Linked DNA regions of Pan troglodytes: region 1 is linked to region 2. A link is a contact called in public Hi-C data. All regions are on one chromosome and are shown on one strand. The core of a region is the stretch at or near the end of the contact, and the rest is flanking DNA. Distances in the headings are between cores, read along the strand shown.

Region 1 (2,774 bases), core at 27-2,526, 140 kb before region 2:
AATTCTGTCCTCATTGACAAAATCTGACCTGTACCTTCCTCATATTAGCCTAGAATCATTAATCAAAACCTTAAACTTAGTTCAACCTATTATCACCTCAAGGGATCATTTCATACCTGTGTTATCCATCAGGGAATGGAATACTTCCTTTCCTTGAAAGCAAAGTGGTTCTCTTAAGTGTGATGGGGTTTCCCTTGACAGAGGAGGTAGGGCCTTAAGAAAGGGTCGCACTTTCCTTCTAGCTTTGCCTTTGCCATCATCCTTAGACTCCCCACCCTTCCAAATGGGAAATAATCCAATTTCTGTTGTCATTGTTTTTATCTTTTCCTCCTATGGAATGCTCCTGCCCAATTCCTGGTTTATTTTCCTTACTCTTGGAATTCTCCAGAGCAACACCTATTCAATGAAAATATTTTCTCTCCAATTTACAATTTGCAGTTAAATTAAACAAGCAGAGATATCTATTTTAGCAGAGCAAAGTGTAGCTGCCAGAACTTAGGTCTGGATGTGGTCATTTTGGTGTACCTGCCTAGGCTGTATCCTCAAGCTTTCTCCCTGTGTTTGCTTGTACCACTCCCAAACTCCCTACAAAAACACCTAGCTATGAGTACTAGCTATTCACGGTTTGACTGTGTCCCCTAAAAAGCATGTGTTGGAAATGTAATCCCCAATGCAACACTGTTGGGGGATGGGGTTTAATAAGAGGTGATGAGGTCATGAGGGCTCTGCCTGCATGAATGGATTAATGTTGTTATGGCGGGAGTGGGTTTGCTATGGGGGGAATGGGTTCCTTATAAAGAATGACTTTGGCTCCCTTCTCTTTCTCTCTCTCTCTTTGCCCTTCCACTATGGAATGACATAGAAAGAAGGCTGTTGCCAGATGTCCACCCCTTAGTCTTAGACTTCCCAGCCTCCAGAACTTTAAGAAGCAGCTTTCTGTTCATCATAAATTACCCAGTCTCAGGAATTCTGTTATAATAGCACAAAATAGACTAAAACACTGAGGAAAAGAAAAAAGCCTATTAAGAAGTTGAATCTACTTCTCTTTGAATTAACTTTAGCAAGTATGTATAACCACTTACTTAGCATCCCAAAAGCCAAATTATGAGGGTAAGGATCATTATAACTTCTGTTCTTAAGAAATATTTGAGATACTATACTATGGCATAACAAGAAATACATTAGGTCTTTGTCCCCTACTCTTTGTCCTGGTGCAGAGTACCTAAAACCGTTGGAATTTCCCCAGTGATTGGAATGTCTTTTGTTATTCATAACCAGGCCCTTTCCTTCCACACCTGAGTTTATGCTAATGAGGTGTCTTAGGGGAGGGCCCCTAGAGAGACTCAGGATAGGGCTGCTCATCAGAAAGCCTAAGTTATTAGAAGGCTGGAACATTCCGCCCAACCCACTCACCTCTGAGAAGGACAGGGCTGGAGGTATAGCTGCATAAACATTCTTGAACAATGAAATTTCGTGAGCTCTCAGGATGCTGAACACATGGAGGCGCTAGGAGAAGGATGTACACAGAGAGGGCATGGAAAGTCCATGCCCCTTGCCCCATACTTTGCTCTACACATCTCTTCCATCTGATCATTCCTGAGTTGTATCCTTTATAATAAAACAGTAAACATAAATGTTTTCCTGAGTTGTATGAGCCATTCTAGCAAATGATCGAACCCAAGGAAGGAGTTGTAGGAGCCTCCAGTTTATAGGTGTTCAATCAGCAACATAGGTGACAACCTGGGGCTTTTGACTGGTGTCTGAAGTTGGGGCAGTTTTGTGAGGCTGAGTCCTCAACCCGTGAAATCTGATGCTATCTCCAAGTAGATAGTGTCAGAATTGAATTGAATTATAGGATAGTCCCCAGCTGGTGTCTGCAAAGAACTGGAGAACGGTTAGTGTGGGAAAAACACACACATCTGGTGTCAAAAGTGTTGTGTGAGAGTATTGTGTCATATATTTTATCAGAGATACTTTCTGAGGTTGATAATTATATGGAGAATCCTCAGGCCTGGAGATGGGATCTCAAACTCAAATGTACATGAAGGCCAGGCATATAATGTAAAAGAGAGAAGCACGCAAGTATAAGAAATGTTTTACTTAAGTCTTAATTCATTTTAATTACTCTATTAACTGGAAGTGCATTGATTAAAGATAGTTGTCACTAAGCCTGAGGGTTGGGGGTAACAGGGAGTGGTGGGGACTGTGGCAAACTAGAAAGGGTATGCCTAGTTAAAGAGGGCAGTCCCTCCTTATCTCCAGCTGATTGGTACCCTGTGAGAACAAGAGCCCAATGTGACTAGATGCTTCCATTTTTCAAGAGAAACCAGAAATTTCAGTTTTTTTTTTTAATTAAACCTTCTGGTTTTTAAATGTTGGCAAGTAATCTAGTCAATGCAATCAGAAGTAAAAATATTGATTACTCATACATAAAAAGTACAAATAGAACTTTGGGGTGCTAGTAATGGGTTTTGATCTTTGTGCTAATTACACAGATGTATTAACTTTGTGAAAACTCATTGAACGGGGCACTTATATATGCACATTTCTGTATGCATATTACACTTTCATGAAAAGCTTTAAAATGTGTTGGCAAGTAATTAAAATTGTAGGGAAATTTTAAAACATTTTCTGAGCCAACATCGTGTAGATCAAATAATGCCCAACTAGGGGCTGAATTAAGCATTCAAGGTTATTTTTTTTTTTTTTTTTTGAGATGGAGTCTCATTCTGTTGCCCAGGCTGGAGTGCAGTGATGTGATCTCGGCTCACTGC
Region 2 (2,731 bases), core at 58-2,557:
TGGAAGGTAAAAAAAAATAAAATAAATAAAATAAAATCAATGCATGATGCTATGAACTTTACACCCAGTTTGGAATTCCAAAAATATTCCTCCATTGCTCAGGAGTGTTGCTGAATGCTACCCAGCCAGGTTTGCTGTACTGCATGCAGGGAATGAATGTCCAGATCTATGGATCGCCAGGGTTTTCCAATCAAGTGGGAATCCAAGAACCAGCATGGACTAGCAGCATTGGCATCACTTGGAAGTGCTTTCAGCATGGAGATTCTCAGAACCCGCCCCAGACCCACTGTATCAGAACCGCAACCACATTAAAATGTGAGAAACACTGACCTACAGGACCCTACAGGGCACTTTTGTTTTGTTTTGTTTTCTGTTTTGTTTTTATCCTCCTTCTAGCCTGAGTTTCCTCAATGGAAAGGTGACAAAGTGTACACACAAAACAAACCAAAACTGAAGGAGGGCAGTTGTTGACATGATCATGGGGGTGATGAGTCTTCTCCCAGTTCTAACTTCTGCAGTCAGCATCTTTTGTAATCGCGGGAAAATAATTTTCAAATGGAGCTAACCCTCTCACAACATTGTACTAATGATCTTTAAAGCGACGGATTTAGAAGCGCTCAGCACCACGCTTGCCACACTGCAGGGCAGACACTTCAGAGGTGTTAGGTGAAGTGGATGGAGCCAGCACGCTGGCCTCTCCCACTCCGACAGCTGGCGAGCAGCTCTTGTCCACCAAAACTTCCCCGGGTAGATTCACCCACCGGTCCTGGAAACCTGCTAAATCCTGAAGGTTCACAGAACCTCTGGTCAGAACTGAAGTTGCAGCCGGAGCGTCCCGCAGGCTCTGTAACTTTCCCTGGAATGAAATAAATAAATAAAGACCGTAAGTGCTGAGATAGCGGGCCCCAAGATATTTTTAGTCCTCTGCAATCAGCCACTAGAGGAAGGGGGAGGGAGAAGGGAGTAAAAAAGTTTTGATCCGTTCGGGAAGGGGCTCGAAGAGAACCCTTGGGAGAAAGCAGTAGCCTCAGCTCCAAACTCAGCGAGCTTTTCTCGGCTGGCGTTTTGTCTCCTATAGCGCAGACTGTAAGAGAACAGAAAGGAGTTTCCCGAGAAGATTCAGGCTGGCGTCCTGGGCTGGCCCGTCCCTTCTGGCGAGCCTCAGTGTCCTTCCACGCGCTTCTGCCTTCCAGCCTCCTCCCTTTTTCGGGGGGCTGGCGGGAGGCATCCGAGGCAAGATGTATGTGCGCTCGCGCTCGCGCAAATACGGCCGGAGGAGTCCTGTTCCTCGGGCATTTTCCGAGGAAGTCTGGATCAATTAGGCTCAGTCCGGGGAGAGCGAGCGAGCGCGCGGGCGGCGTAGCCGGCCTGTCTGGGCCGCCTCGTGGGGAGGGAGGGGGCGCCCGGCCGCCCGGCGGCGATCCTGGGGCCTGGCCGCCACCATGGGCTTCGAGCTGGACCGCTTCGACGGCGACGTGGACCCGGACCTGAAGTGCGCGCTCTGCCACAAGGTCCTGGAGGACCCGCTGACCACGCCGTGCGGCCACGTCTTCTGCGCCGGCTGCGTGCTGCCCTGGGTGGTGCAGGAGGGCAGCTGCCCGGCGCGCTGCCGCGGTCGCCTGTCGGCCAAAGAGCTCAACCACGTCCTGCCGCTCAAGCGCCTTATCCTCAAGCTGGACATCAAGTGCGCGTACGCGGCGCGCGGCTGCGGCCGGGTGGTCAAGCTGCAGCAGCTGCCGGAGCACCTCGAGCGCTGCGACTTCGCGCCCGCGCGCTGTCGCCACGCGGGTTGTGGCCAGGTGCTGCTGCGGCGCGACGTGGAGGCGCACATGCGCGACGCGTGCGACGCGCGGCCAGTGGGCCGCTGCCAGGAGGGCTGCGGGCTGCCCTTGACGCACGGCGAGCAGCGCGCGGGCGGCCACTGCTGCGCGCGAGCGCTGCGGGCGCACAACGGCGCGCTCCAGGCCCGCCTGGGCGCGCTGCACAAGGCGCTCAAGAAGGAGGCGCTGCGCGCTGGGAAGCGCGAGAAGTCGCTGGTGGCCCAGCTGGCCGCGGCGCAGCTTGAGCTGCAGATGACCGCGCTGCGCTACCAGAAGAAATTCACCGAATACAGCGCGCGCCTCGACTCGCTCAGCCGCTGCGTGGCCGCGCCGCCCGGCGGCAAGGTAGGCGCCTGCTGCCCGCCCCGACCTCCAGCCAGGATCCCTGGGGACCCCGGGCCCCGCCCCATCCCTTTGGGTACAGGGATGCCCCGAGCTTCCCGGGAACATCCTTGCTTCCTCCCTCTTCTTCCACTGCTTACCAGCTGTATCACTACCTGCAGGTCGCTGAACCTGCCTGAGGTGGAACACTGTGGTCCTTTATAGTCTAGACGTAACCGGTAAAGTATAGCTGCACAGCTTCAGGGATTCTGGAAGGACGAAAAAGAATCCACAAGCAAGTGTAGGATAAGAATGAAGAATGCAGCTCCAGAGTCAAAACTGCGTTCAAAGGCTTTGCTGCTCAGACCAGCTGGGGGATCTCGGGCAAGTTGCTTACCCTCTAGAGGTCAGAAACCTATAGACTGACACTTAGGAGAGGAAAGATGGACACACTGGGTGAATTGTATCCGTGCATCCTCTAGGATTCCAGAAAAAAAATAAAGGGAACCCACAGCCAGTGTAGATTAAGTTAAGAAGGATATCAGAAGAGAGGCCTCTGGGGTAAAAGCTGGATGCAAGCGTGGGTTTTG

Evidence for each region. A called contact is a pair of places that touch in the nucleus more often than the background predicts.
Region 1: a Hi-C map of induced pluripotent stem cells shows a contact between it and region 2, with 2.6 times the contacts expected there. The contact joins the enhancer-like site here to the promoter of PDZRN3 in region 2. A contact is called at or near these places in 2 of 7 Hi-C or Micro-C datasets (induced pluripotent stem cells and stem cell-derived neural progenitor cells), 1 of 1 datasets of contacts at active chromatin or transcription factors (stem cell-derived excitatory neurons) and 1 of 1 other capture datasets (stem cell-derived neural stem cells).

What each region holds. Positions count from the first base shown.
Region 1 is chr2:77,761,258-77,764,031 of NHGRI_mPanTro3-v2.0_pri, reverse strand. No RefSeq gene overlaps it. Among named protein-coding and RNA genes, the nearest start is that of PDZRN3, 140 kb to the right of the region's middle. Within about 2 kb of position 1,276, at least 1 of the 24 cell types and tissues checked has an H3K27ac peak or open chromatin away from gene starts, as enhancers often do. A contact at or near this core is called in induced pluripotent stem cells, where this site is marked.
Region 2 is chr2:77,623,083-77,625,813 of NHGRI_mPanTro3-v2.0_pri, reverse strand. It overlaps PDZRN3 (PDZ domain containing ring finger 3), which reads left to right and starts at 1,307. Exons shown (of 9, transcript XM_054680801.1): 1 at 1,307-2,165. The coding sequence starts at 1,443. It overlaps LOC104005622 (a long non-coding RNA gene), which reads right to left. Exons shown (of 2, transcript XR_008547015.2): 1 at 2,303-2,731; 2 at 1-856.